2 separate regions of the Pelodiscus sinensis genome follow, and region 2 is linked to region 1. A link is a contact called in public Hi-C data. All regions are on one chromosome and are shown on one strand. Each heading gives the region's core, a stretch centred on a gene start, on an enhancer-like site or on the middle of the called end of the contact. The rest is flanking DNA. Distances are from core to core; before and after follow the strand shown. Region 1 holds the start of LOC102463292. Region 2 holds the start of LOC102458375 (adhesion G protein-coupled receptor E1).

Region 1 (6,921 bases), core at 4,296-6,795:
GTTCTAGGAGGATAGGTCCATCAGCGACTACTAGCCAGAATGGGCAGGGATGGTGTCCCTAGCCTCTGTTTGCCAGAAGCTGGGAACGGACAACAGGGGATGGATCATTTCGTGATTCCCTGTTCTGTTCATGCCTTCTGAAGATCTGGCATTGGCCATTGTTGGCAGACAGGACACTGGGCTAGAAGGACCATTTGTCTGGACCAGTATGGGCATTCTGCTGTTCTTATATAGAGCTGAAATGTATCTGCCCCCTTGCTGTAACCCACTAGACCCCACTTCCCTTCCAAAGGTGAGATAGAGCCCAGGATCCTGATGGGGGCTGTGTCTCTGCCCAGAGTTAGTAACAAAGTAAGACTATACATTAAAATGTTAAGGCTAACCAGTTTCCCTTAAGTGACTTGCCACAGGATGTCAGAATGTTAGTGTTTTAACTGAGTGGATCTGATATTTATTTCATTTTCTCTCTTTTATATAGGAATTAGATACAGTGCTCCTGTCAGCTAACTGCTAAGTTGTCAGCAAAAAATGTAGAGTTTTACCGGTGCCTTCGTAGTCCCTGGCTAGAGATTATGTGTATATGGGAGAGGGTGAATAGGGTTGATCCCATCTGGTGCTTAACTTGTACTAAGCATGCTCAGTAACTCTGCTGAAGCCTCTGTCCTCAGTTTGCCCTCTCATGCTCTCACTCTCCCCCCACCATCACGGCATGCACAGGTCCACCTCCCCCCAATAGAAAATCTGCACCTGGCCGCTGCTGAAGGCCTGTGGCCACCCCGCCAAAACGAGTCTCCCACCTCCAGCATCCCTGTGACACAGCCAGGGCCTGGGTAGGAGGCCTGGGACATTGAGGAATGGCCTTTGAACTGCCTTGACACTCCAGAGACATGAGGTGTGACGTCTCCCGCCACAGAGCAGGGCGACCTGTTTTCCTTTCACTTCCCTGGTTTTCCTTATTATTTTTAAAAATCAGTTGCTGTTATGAATCCTAGGCCCAGCCTTGTTGGGGTTCCGAGGGCTCTGTCGATTGCAAGGGGAGCGCTTGAGATCAGGGAGGCCTCTGGGTAAAGGAAGTGGTGTGGGGACTCAGAGCCTGTCACCAGCCCATTCACAGGGGTTGTATAGAAACCGGATATGGTGCAGCTGGGAACATGGGATTGCAGACCCACAACAGCTCGCTGGAGGAGCAGGTGGCTCTCTGCTGCTTGCCCAGGAGCCAGGGTGTCTTTCTGAGCAGCATCCGCCCAAGCTGACAGGACATCACAGCTGTGACTCTAGCTAGCAGAGATCTTGCTAGATAAAGCTGACTCGGACCAGGAGGGCATGTAGTGGGCGAATTGCAATGAAAGCATCTCCAGGTGTCATTCCGGCTCCCCCAAGATGCTAGAAGAATGAGCCAGCGCAATCTGGTACCATTCCAGCACCGGCTCAAGTATGTCTAGGATTGCTGCCATCACACTTCCTGGTTGCAGTGTAGACAAACCCTCAGCCCCCCACCCCTTATGGGTGTTTCTTGGTTCTCATGCATTGGCCTCTTAGCACCCGGACTTGTGGCTTCAAATGGGTGTTTCTTTCTTTCACAAGATGTCACCATCCAGCCCCAGGGTGATAAGAAGGGGATGTGGCAAGAAACCCAGGAGGGAAGCTGAGCTCTGGCAGGGAGATAAGGCAGCAAAAGCTGCACCAATGAAAGATTGATGCTGCATGCCGTGTTAACCCTCGCAGAGCTGAACGGAAGGGGGTTTATCATAGTAGGTGGACTCTTTTCTCTCTCAGCCTGCCCCTTTTTCTCCCCACTGGGGTTCTTGGTCATCACAGCCATCCCGTAGCAGCAGAGCACAAAGTCAGCTGTGATGCATTTACCTCAGGTCACCTGAGGGCTAATGCTGCGAACACAGGCTGCGAGAGCCCTGCCTGGCTGGGCCCCATGACCGCGCCTTCACACAGAACCGGACGTGAGGGTCATTCCATAGCAGAGCAGGGAGGGACCTTACTGCAGCAAAGTTCAGAAGAAATGTCGGGTTCCTTCTCTTCTGAGAACTCCTCCGCTCTGAGGTGGACCTGGAAGGTAGGGAGATGAATGTCTTTCCCCCTCCCCGGTTTCTCAATAGGAGGCCACATCTATGAGAGGGGTTTTTGGGATAGTGAGGAGTTTTTTGTTTTTTCAGGTTTTTATTGCTTCTCACTTGTATGTGGCCTATGATTGATTTTTCTGAGGGTCAGCGACCCCCCAAAAAAGCTCCTCCTCCCCAATTTAAATGATCAGAGCTGGGAGAAGTGGTAGAGACACTGTGGCACAGGCTTGCCAGATTCCTTTGAGCCCTCAAACCGTGCCCACAGGATGTGAGTGGAGAAGAAAGAAGTGGCTAAAAAAGTGGCAAAAATCTATCAGCCACTCACCACCGCTAAGGCAGGACGCTGTTGTGAAGGCCACTTGAAGGGAATGAGAGTCACATTGCAGGATTTGTGGATTTATGAATTCCTGGTTCCTCAAATTCAGTCTCTTGCCACCCCTTCCCCTTTTTGTCTTAAGCCCCTGGAGAGGGGCAATATTGCTTCTTCTTCGAGATGTGTTGCTCATGTCCATTCGAATAAGGTGCGTGCATGCCGTGTGCCTGGTTCCCGGAGCCTTTTTTCCCCAGCGGTACCCGTTGGGCTGGCAGGTTGCCCCCTGGAGTAGCGCCGCTATAGCGGAGCATAAGTACCCCTGCTGGCCCTCCCCTTCCTCAGTTCCGTCTTACTGCCTGTGGGGGTCATTGAAGCTTGCTGTCTCCTGCAGATCCCAGCTAGTTTTTCGTTGCCTGTTGGCTGTTCCTGTTGTTAAAGCGGCGAGGAGTCCTGTGGCACCTTAGGGTATGTCTACACTACAGAGTTAGTTCGAACTAACGGACGTTAGTTCGAACTAACTTTCATAGGCGCTACACTAGCGCTCCACTAGTTCGAACTTAATTCGAACTAGCGGAGCGCTTAGTTCGAACTAGGTAAACCTCATTCTACGAGAACTAAGCCTAGTTCAAACTTACTAGTTCGAATTAAGGGGTGTGTAGCCCCTTAATTCAAACTAGTGGGAGGCTAGCCCTCCCCAGCTTTCCCTGGTGGCCACTCTGGCCAACACCAGGGAAACTCTATTGCCCCCCTCCTGGCCCCGGACCCCTTAAAGGGGCACGGGCTGGCTACAGTGCCCGTGCCAGAACTTTTCTGTATGCACCCTCTCCACCCAACTCCTGCTTTTAGAGGCCTCTATCCTGTCCCCCCTCCGTCTCCTCTTTTCTAAGCTGAAAAGTCCCAGTCTCTTTAGCCTTTCTTCATATGGGACCTGTTCCCAACCCCTGATCATTGTAGTTGCCCTCCCCTCTCCCAGCCTCTCTCTTCCCCTCTCCCACCTCCTTTTCCCAGTCTCCCCCAGTTTTGTTCAATAAAGACAGATTCCATTTTTGAACACAATTGTCCTTTATTTTGTACATCAAGAAAAGGGGCTAGGGAAGGGCAAGTGGAAGGAGGTGAGGGAGGAATGGGGTACGAGCCCCCGATGGGGAGGACTGGGCTGGCTCTGCGGGCTTCTGGTGGTGGAAGCTCTCCTGCAGCCCCCCAATTGCCCCCTCTCCCCAGATGGCAGCCTGCGGCAAGTGCAGCCGGGCTGATGGCCGAGTGCTGTGATGTGCCCAGTGTGGGCACTCCGGGCACTCCAAGCCAGGACTGGTTTTCAAGCGGGGCACCCCTGAGAACTGTCTGTCCGGGGTGGGGGTCAGGTCCCTTTAAGCGCAGCCCTCGGCTAGCCTGAGACAGCATCTCTACGCTCTAAGTCCTCCTCTGATGCCCTGCCGGCACTGCTTCCGGCCATCCTTAAGCCCGGTTCAGGGTCCACTTAATGTGGACATGCTAGTTCGAATTAGCAAAACACTAATTCGAACTAGTTTTTAGTTCTAGTCGCATTAGTTCGAATTAGCTTAGTTCGAATTAACTAATTCGAACTAAGTTAGTTCGAATTAGCGCTGTAGTGTAGACATACCCTTATAGACTAACTGAAGTGTAGGAGCATAAGCTTTCGTGGGCAAAGACCCACTTCGTCTTTGCCCACGAAAGCTTATGCTCCTACACTTCAGTTAGTCTATAAGGTGCCACAGGACTCCTCCTGGCTTTTGCAGATTCAGACTAACAGGGCTACCCCTCTGATACTTGACACCTGTTGTTAAGTAGTTATAGTTGTTAAGTGGTTGTTAAGTACTTCATAGATACAATTTTACACTCCCCCCCTCCCATGCGGGGAAGGGGGTGGGGGAGGGGAACAACAGTGATGCGAGGCCGGCAGGGCTTCAAATTCTGTGCGGCTTCCACTAAGCCTATGCCTATAGGAGACCCCTACCGCGAATGCCTCCAGTGCATGGGGGAGTCTCATCTCACAGGACTCCTGCAAAATCTGCCGGGGTTTTTAGCCTCGCACCAAAAGAGAGCATGATTCACACCTAAAGCTGCTCCTGATGGAATCGGCACTTCAAGGGGAAGCTTCAGTGTGTAGTGCACCGGCATCCGTGCAGGACACCCATTCCGCCCTATCCCACACCACGGCACCGAGGAAGTCAGCGCCAGGGCACCGGTCCCAGTCCCCGGCACCGAAGAAAGCTAAAGACTCTCTCCACTCTGGAGATGTTTGAGCAGCCTCAAACATCTCCATTTTAAAAAAAAGGAATAAGGGATGTTTCAGAAAAGGCTTTATTTTCCGAAAGATCCCAGTCTAGACTGGTGCTTTTTTCCGGCGAAGCCCCGAGCCGGAAAAAAGTGGCAGCCATGTTTATGCAAACGAAGTGGGGGGATTTAAATCCCCACTTCATTTGCAATTGCGATGTGTCTAATTTGCATCCATTTTACAGAAAAGGGATGCAGTCTAGACACAGCCTTAGTCTATAAGGTGCCACAGGACTCCTTGCTGCTTTTGCAGATTCAGACTAACACAGCGACCCCTCTGATACCTATAAAGGTTGTGAATCATAATCTATGGGGAGGAGTTTGCAAGTGCTTTGGACCACAAGCTAAAGACCAGTGGACAGTGTAAAACTCCACCAAAAAAGCAAAAGTCAGTGCTGGAAGCAAGACACAAGAAGCTGTTTCCTGTGCTCTACTCTGTGCTGGAGCCCTGTGAGAGGACTGAGACATGATGCCAATGACTGGGTCTACAGGAATTTGCTAGATGGGGAGTGTTTTACAATAGCCATTCCTTGCACTTCATAGGCATGTCGCTACTGCCCGCAGGGCTGCGCTGCCTTTGGTAGCAAGGTCTGACACTAGCAGCTGGTTACACGCCTCCCTATCAGTAGCTCATTGCTACAGGGAGCAGCTCTGCGGGGAAAGGGGCGGGGCCTCTCGGGGGGGGGGGGGGAGGGAGGGAGGAGGAAACTTCGCTCGCTGATTGGGCACAAAGTCCCTCCCCCCTCCTCCCCGCCTTCCAGGGGCGCGCGGCGCCTGGAGGAAACCGCCAGCCGTTTGGAACGGTTGGCGGTTCCCTCAGGCGCCGCGCGCCCCTGGCGGGGGAGCGGGAAGGTTCGCGCGCGCGCGCTCTCGGCCCCCCAGCCAATCAGCGGCGGGGGAGCGCGCCGAGTCTCCCGCCCCCCGCCGTGCCTGAGGGCTTGGCCGGCGGTGCTGGGGGGCGTCGTGGGTCCCGGGGGCCGGGGGCTTGGGTCCCAGGGTGGGTGAGTTTCACAGTCCTCGCTCAGGCAGGGTCCCACCGCGTAGGGCTGGGGCTGGTGTTTGGGGGCCCCTCTGAGGGCCCTGCGCGGGGGGCATCTCCCCCTGCCCCTCCCTTCCTATAGCGCAGGGGTGATCCCAGCGATGGGCGCTTCCCACTGCTGGTGCCCCTGCCACGGGTGCTGAAATGCCATCTGCTCGCGGCTGGGAGATGGGGGGGGGGCAAAGGGCCCTGATCCAGGGGGCTGTGCAGAGGGCTGGGGGTCAGGACTCCTGGGATCTATTTCTAGCTCAGGGAGGGAAGTGGGGTCTGGGGGTCAGGACACCTGGGTCCCATTCCTGGCTGTGCCATTGGCCTGCTGTGTGACCGTGGGCAAGTCCTTTCCCTGCCCCGTGCCTCAGTTTCCCTCCATAAAGTAGGCAGAACTATGACCACCTTCGGGGAAAGAAACCCTACAGGGCGCTTGGCTTGTCAGTACTCGCTGAGTCCGGTCAGCTGTTCCATCAATGCCTGAGGTCAGCTTCAGTCTGTTTGGGGCAGGGCCATCTTTGTGGTCCCTTTGCCTTGCCATGGCCCCTGTATAGGGTTCCAAGACACGGCACCTAAAGTAATGTACTGTTCCCAGCATATCTTCACCCGTCTGAGGCTCCAAGGTACTACCGTAATATACCTAATCATGTACAGACCCCAATATTTTAGGGTCCTAGTTCTGTCCCACGAAGCTTCACTTTGGGGAGTTGAGGAACGCTGGCACCACTTGCTGGAGGAACCAGAAATTCCTTTGACTTGGTAAAATCCATCCTTGCTTATTTCCTCTTTAGGAGCTGGTAAAACACAACCTGGAGCCAACAGAGAAGGAGAACTTGCGGCTGGCGCTGGATGCCATGCAGGTGGGGCTGGCTCAGTGTCTCCCGAGCCCTGAAAGCTTTTGGGATGATCGTGAAGGATTCTAAGTGAGGCTGAAATTTTCCACAGAGTGGAAATTCTGAAAAAAACCGCAATTGATTTGGAAACATCTCAACGACTCGAGGGCTTGTGGAGACATGGAAATGGACCAAGGTACCTATTCTGGAATATTTATTTTAAATAGGTAGTGTCTACACATAGAAGTTTTCTGAGCTAGCTATTCCGGAATAATTGTTTTATACCCATAGCAGAGGGGTCAGGAAGGAATTTCCTTACTCTTACTCAGCACTCCTGACTAAGCCAGGTGTGATGGTGACCCCTACTGGTGATACCAG
Region 2 (6,820 bases), core at 3,193-5,692, 240 kb before region 1:
GGAATGAAAGGGGGCACCTTCAGCAGCAGTTGCCAGGGTGGAGAAGGTCTGGGAGCCAGATCCAAGCCAATACCTGCAAAGTGAGCTCATTAAGAAGACTGGACAGACAGACACCTGCCCTTGGAAGGACTCTCTTTGAAGCAGCATTAAGAAAGGCGAGGTGATGACTAATTGGCTGCATGAGAGGGATAAAAAGGAGGCATCTTGCAGAGGGACCCTGGGTTTTCCTCTTGTCAACATGGGAGCATTGATCCCGATCCGCAGAAGCCCGGCTCCACCCCTCCCCATCTAACTCACCTGGCCAGTGCAGTTAGGGGGAGCAACTTTTGGTAACAACAAGATGGAGTGTGCTTGTGTGTGTGAGAGTGCATGAGTGTGATGTATCACATGCATATGATAAATATTGATTGATCTATGTACGGTCAATAAACATGGCGTGTTGCCTTATCCCCCTGAAAAAGATCCCGGGTGCTTCTTTTAAGCACGACAGCTCCAGGGGATGTCGTTGGTCAGCACCAGGCTCCTTCAGGGGAAGGCAAGAGCGCATCGGGCCCAGGCGGGAGCTGTGCCCCCGCCCTGCCTGGGAAGCAGCCTGGCTTGGGGAGCAGGGCCACCAGGCAGCCAGGCAGAGCCCCGGCCCCAACAGAACCAGGGACCCAAGCAGGCCGGGTGGCTCCCAGCAGCCTCCAATCCCCCGGCTCCTGGCAGGGGGCGACAGTTTTCAAACTGTGGGGTGCACCCTCCACTGCACATCTCTGTGCAAATGGGGGAGCTGAGACCTGGGGGGCACGTGACCCTTTGTGTGCCCCTCCCCCCTCCAGGCATCACCTCTCGATAATGAGAATAACGAGTCTTCTGTGGGCCAAATCCCAAGGCATTTACCTCAGGAACCAGTCCCCAGGCGCTGACAATCAGGGTGGCGCTCTTGACTACAGGGTCCATCTGGCCCAGGATCCTGTCTCCCAACAGCAGCCAATGCCAGGTGCCCCAGAGGGAGTGAACAGAACTGGGAATCATCAAGTGATCCCTCCCCTGTCGCCCATTCCCGGACTGACAAACAGAGGCTAGGGTCATAATCCCTGCCCATCCTGGCTAATAGGCATTGATAGACCTAACCTCCATGAATTTATCTAGCTCTTTTTTTTGAACCCTGTTAAAGTCCTGGTCTTGGCAACGTCCTGTGGCAAGGAGTTCCACAGGTTGACTGTGCATTGCGTGAAGAAAACCTTCCTTTTCTTTGTTTTAAACTTGCTCCCTATTAATTTCATTTGGTGACCCCTAGTTCTTATGTTATGGGAAGGAGTAAATAACATCTTTATTCAGTTTTTCCACATTAGTTATGATGTTATAGGCTTCTATCCTATCATATCGCTGGGGGGGTGGGGGGGGGTGAGAGAAAAGGCTCCTGGGAGCTGAGGCAGGACTGAGAAAGGAGGAGGGAGAAGGCCCCCACACTTTGCTCCCACCCAGTGAGCCCATAGGCCAACCCCGCTCTGAGCCTGTGTGGTGCAGATGCTGGTGGCAGTGTGGGCGTGGATCAGGAGCAGAGTCCTGGCTGAGGAACTCCAGGGCCAGCCCCACCACTGCCTCTGCTCAGAGCTCTGTAAATGTCTCCCAGGTCCTGGGCAGAGGTCAGCCGGCCCCTGGGCTCCCCCATGCCTGTGGAGTTGTGGGGACCCACCCTCCCCACTAACCAGCCCAGCCCCTGTACTCAAGTCCTTCCCTGCACCCAGCTTATCACCCCCTTCTGGTCCTGCCCCAGCCATCAAATATCAGGTGCAATAATGGGACATGCAGCAGAAGGGACTTGCTGTGACATCAGCCTTTCCCAGCACAGATTCTCTCCACACCAGGAGTGAAGGGGGGGACACAGGGGTTACCTGACAGGTGTGACAGGCAGATGGGGTTCTAGGTGCAGGCTCCAGCAGGGCAATTGGATGCAGGGGTGCTCAGGGCTAGGGTAGGGACTTGGGGTGCAGGAGGGGGGCAGGGTTTCGGGATGTGGGCTCCAGGAGGGCCCTGCTTTCCTCAGGTGGCTCCTGGGTGGTGGTGCAGTGGGGCTAAGGCAGACTCACCCCTGCCCTGACCTTGCTCCGTTCCCAAAAGCAGCCAGCAAACTCCCCCCCAAGACCTGTTGTGCCCCCTCTCTGCTCTGGGAGACAGGACACAGAGTGGGAGAGGGGGCACCCTGACATAAGCACCCTCCTCTCCCTTTCCTGCCCAGTAAGCAGGGGGCTCCTGAGGGGACAGTCCAAGGCAAAGGGCAGGAGAAGCGCAGCCGTGGGGGGAGGGCCGCTGAAGTGCTGGCACTTGATCGCCTCTTGGTCAAACCCATCAGGATCATCCCTCAGAGGCTCCAAGATCGACCAGTCGATCCCGATCGACTGGTTGGTGACCACTGGGCTAGAGAAAGGCTCTGAGGCCCCGCTCCCACTTCCTTTACCCAGAGCTGGAGGGCTCCTCTTCCACTCCCCTGTGTGGCAGAGCCCCTCAACCACAACTAGGCGGGGCCCAGGACTCCTGGGGGGCTCGACCCCCAACGTTGAGGTCACTTAGCGCAGGGGCTGGGTGTCCCCATTCTGGGGTCCTCTCCCTGTACCGGAGGCTTCCCTGCCCCCCCCTCCCCTGCTCATCACTGATAGCTCACAGCAAACACACCCAGCAATTTTTAAACATAAAAACCGGGAAGGCGAGAGGAAAACAGGCCACCCTGCTCTGTGGCAGGGGACGTCACACCCAGCCCTGGAGGGTCAGGGCAGTTCACAGGCTGCTCCTCACATGTCCCAGGACTCCTGCCAGGCCCTGGCTGTGCCGCCGGGCTGCTGCAGGTGGGACACTCGCTCTGGCCTTCAGGCTCAAGGGGGCAGGGCCCTTCTCCCCAGCGGCAGCCCCACAGCTGCCTGTGAGGCCACCTAGCTGAGGGCATCTCCCTGGGCTGGGCCCGGTGCCCAGAGCCCCCCTCACCAGCCCCAGTTCCAGGCTGCTCCAGTCCCAGCTCAGCTCTCTGCTGGGCTGCCTCCGGCTGCTTCTCTGGGCCCTCTGGCTCCGTGGCTGCAGCCCTGCTCCCAGCAGGGACCTGCTCTAGGCACTGTCTGGCTCTCTCTGGCTGGCTCCACTCAGCTCCCTCCTGAGCTCAGCCCCACTCTGCCTGAGCCAGGCAAATCCAGCTCACCCAGAGCACAAGACCCCTCATTAGCCTACCTGGCCTGCCACACAGGCTGACGGGGAGCGCTGTCCTCTCCCCATCGCTCCTGGGGACAGTCAGTCACAAGGTCCTGATTTCTCATGGACCTTCCCCCTCCTTTTGGTACGGGGGCCAGCCAGCCCAACCTGCCCTCAGGGTTTCCGCAGGGGGCCAACGCTGAACGTCCATTCCTCTGAGTTTCCCCATTTCTTGTTGTCCCGCCAGCCCAGCTCGACTTTTCCATGCCTACCAGATGCCCACAGTCACAATAATACACCCAGTGCACCCGCTGCCTCCATGCTGCTAGCATCCAGGCATAGGGTTGCCAGGTGTCCGGTATTGACCCGGACAGTCCAGTATTTTTACCTCCTCTCTGGTAAAAAAAATTCAGAAAATATTAGATGCCTAAAATGTCCAGTATTTTCTGATCATTTTCCCCTGCCTAGAGGCGACAATACCAGGCACCTGGCAACCCTACTACACTCAGCAACCAGGCTCAGCCCCCGGGTCTCCCCCCGACCAGGGCTTCCCGCTTACGTGGTCCCACCGGGGAGCTGTCTTCTGGCTGGGGGCACCAAAACAAGATGGCCACTGGCCAAAAAAAAGCCTCAAAGGGCCTTAAAGGGGTCATGCTGGTTTTTTAATTTATTTTGTAGCTTACTAACTGTCAGGGTCCTCTCAGGGGTGGCTTTTTTTCCTCAACAAGTTTGGTCTCCCCCCTTTTTTTCCTCAACAGAATTTTTTTCCCTTGTTTTTTTTTGGGGGAGGGGGGAAGAGGGGCGGTTCGGTATTTTTGGTTAAACCATCTGGCAACCCTATCCAGGCTGGCTCTTGCCTGCCTTAGCATAGGTGGGTCCCACTGAACGGTCGCACAAAACGGCAGTCCCTGCCCTCGCAGGCCTCAAGTTAAGGTGCGTTTTTCTCAAGCCCCCATTGGAGGAAAATAACCCAATTCCTTGCACACTTACCTACGAGGGGGGTGATAAACTGCACCCTCATTGTGGCTGCTGCCTTCTCCTGCCAGGCAAGGAAACTGCACTGATTTTATCCTGTTCTCCTCTAGCAGAGGAAGTTTGCTGAGTGGCAGTTTTTTCTGCCACTTCTTTATCACGGTGTTTCAGCTCAGCGCTGTTCCTCTTGCAACAGACCTGTTCCTTCTGCCCAGGGTGATCTCTGGGCATCTATCACATGTTTATTAACAGTGTCCCCAAATAGCAGCCCTACTATTAACAAGAAACACAGGGGAAGTTGCAGTCTTGTCTATTTAGGAACTGAAAGTGGGGTGGGGAAGGTGGGTAGGGGGTTGGCCTTTGCATGGGTCTAGGAAACAGGATGCCTGGGTCTCTTCCTAGCTGGGGGGGTAGGAGAGAGTGATCTAATAGGTAGAGCAGGAAAGGAGAATTGGAACACCTGGGTTCTCTTCCTAAGGCAGCACCACTCAGTGGTTAGATAACAGGCATCAATATTCAGTCTCAAGAAAGAAACTTCCATTTGATGGAGGACTTCATGACTTCAACATTTGTTTTCATTCCACTGAGGAATTAAACTTCCAAAATTCTCTGTGGAAAAAAAAAGTCAGAGGGGAAAAAAAAATGGTTTTGGGGTTGAGCGAAATGTTGCCTTTCAGTATGGGCTTTTCATCTCCCTTGAGCCTTTGAAAATGTGACCTGGCATGACACCGCAGCCTGTCACATCAACGCAAACGTCAGAAGGCGAGTCCATTTGGAAAAGAAAACTCGCACCGTCTGGCTCCGAGCACGTTAAAAACGAGACCTTGTCGGAACTTCCTTCTTCCCTGGCCCAAGACAAAAGTGCAGCAGAGTCCAAACGCTTCCGTTCCGAGGGAGCTGTCCCATTCAGTTCTTCCTTGGATTCTAGTCCAAGGCAGGGAGGGAGGCTGGGGACAGGGTGGTGTGATAATTTGTGTACGGTGTGTGAATAGGGCGCTGTGGCCCGGGGCTCTGGTTCCGCTGGCTGCTTCCCCAGGAGGGCAGGGGACAGGCCACCTAGGATACCCTCAGATACTGGCACCAGCAGTAGCCTCCTCCTCTTCTCCTGCAGGCTGGTGCCTCCACTGGGCGAGGTGGCTGCATCCACCATGCACAGCCTGCAGCGTCGGGAGATGCCTCAGGTAGAACACACCACCTGGGCAGGAGGGACCAATAATAAAGTCCAGGGCCATGTGCGGGGGGAACTGACTGCACACACCTCCCTCTAGCCCTGCCTGGCATCTCTTCCCAGTTTTAGGAGGGGAGTAGTACCTAGTGGGGAGAGCACATGGTTGGGACTCAGGGAAAGGAACCCAGAAGCCCCGCTGTGGGAATATACTCTAGTTATCCGAGTGGGTCTCTTGGGGTGTGTTCCTAACGCCGAGAGCATGATCGAGAGATCCCACGATGAGATTGGGACTCAAGTGGTTTACTTGTTAGTCTCATCTCAGCCACTAGCTTGCTGCGTGGGGCAAGTCGCCACTACTCTGTGCCTCAGTTTCCCCTGCTGTGAAATGGGGCAATACTAACTGAGAACAGTGTTCTGATGTCTTTGGCTGCGAGGCACCAATATAACAGCATGGCTGGGGTGTTGTCTTGCCTGAGCAAAGAGAAGGCTCTGTGGATGCAGCCAGAGCTAAGGGAAAGGGGGGACAGCAATGGACAGGGGAGGGCCTGGTGCGGCAAAGCCCTACACGCAGGGTGTGGATTCCAGGGGAGGGGCGGCTGAATGGCGTTGTAGCTCAGAAGCCTGTGGTTCCGCCGGGACGTTTTCCACCATCATTGGGCTTCTCTCTGAGGACACGTTGCTAAGAGCAGACTCCACAGATCGCTGCATTCTGTGCCCAGCTGCGTATGGCCTGGCTAGTCTGGAGGGCGACAGCTGTGAGATGTGAGCGCTACCGGCCCCGGAGAGCCAGACCGGGGGCTGAGCAGGCAGGAAGCTGTGAGGCAGGTGACAGGATGGGGAGCAGTCCCTGGAGGTGCAGGCACAGCCAAGAAAATGGCCATTGCAATTGGGTTCAGTCCTGGAAGGCAGGTCCGGCCCCGGTTTTTCTCTGCTGGGGAAGGGGGAACCAATTCTGTAAAGTCCGTGTGCGGAGCCAGGATCAGGCCAGGAGGGGACCAAGAGGTCAGCAGAGCTAGAGCAAGAAGCTTCCCCGCACCCATGAGACTGGGGAAGTTGACAACACAGGGAGCGTCCCACTTAAGAAATGTGCTGAGTTGGTCACAGGCGCAGCATTTCCCCTGGGTCACGGGCCGAGACGTGGAACGGAAGCAGCTTGCACAAGGGGCAGGATGGGCTCAGGGCTCAGCCACGGCCTCCAGCCTGCAGACACTTGGGCTGTATTCCTGGCACTGCTGCGTGACCTTCGGCAGGTCTGTGCCACTCTGTGACTCAGTTTCCCCATCTGTAAAATGGGGACTAGTGGGCCCTGACTTGCTTTGAAATAGAAAGTGCCACATGCACCCTAGGAGGGCTCCATGCTTGAGAGCACTAATTCCTGCTGCCCCCGGGCCAGCCCACCTCAGAGCTGCCCTGTGCCTGGCACAGCGATGCCAACCTCTGAGGGGGGTGGCCTGGGAGCAGGAAGTTCTGAGAGAGGCAAGAAGAGGAGCGACCTTTCTGGCATGGTGGGGGAGGGGG

The links. A called contact is a pair of places that touch in the nucleus more often than the background predicts.
Region 2: a Hi-C map of blood shows a contact between it and region 1, with 12 times the contacts expected there. The contact joins the promoter of LOC102458375 here to the promoter of LOC102463292 in region 1. A contact is called at or near these places in 3 of 5 Hi-C or Micro-C datasets (blood and liver).

The regions. Positions count from the first base shown.
Region 1 is chr19:11,550,553-11,557,473 of ASM4963464v1, reverse strand. LOC102463292 reads left to right here and starts at 5,545. Exons shown (of 45, transcript XM_075902263.1): 1 at 5,545-5,684; 2 at 6,502-6,570; 3 at 6,656-6,739.
Region 2 is chr19:11,793,308-11,800,127 of ASM4963464v1, reverse strand. LOC102458375 (adhesion G protein-coupled receptor E1) reads right to left here and starts at 4,442. Exons shown (of 19, transcript XR_012896649.1): 1 at 4,153-4,442.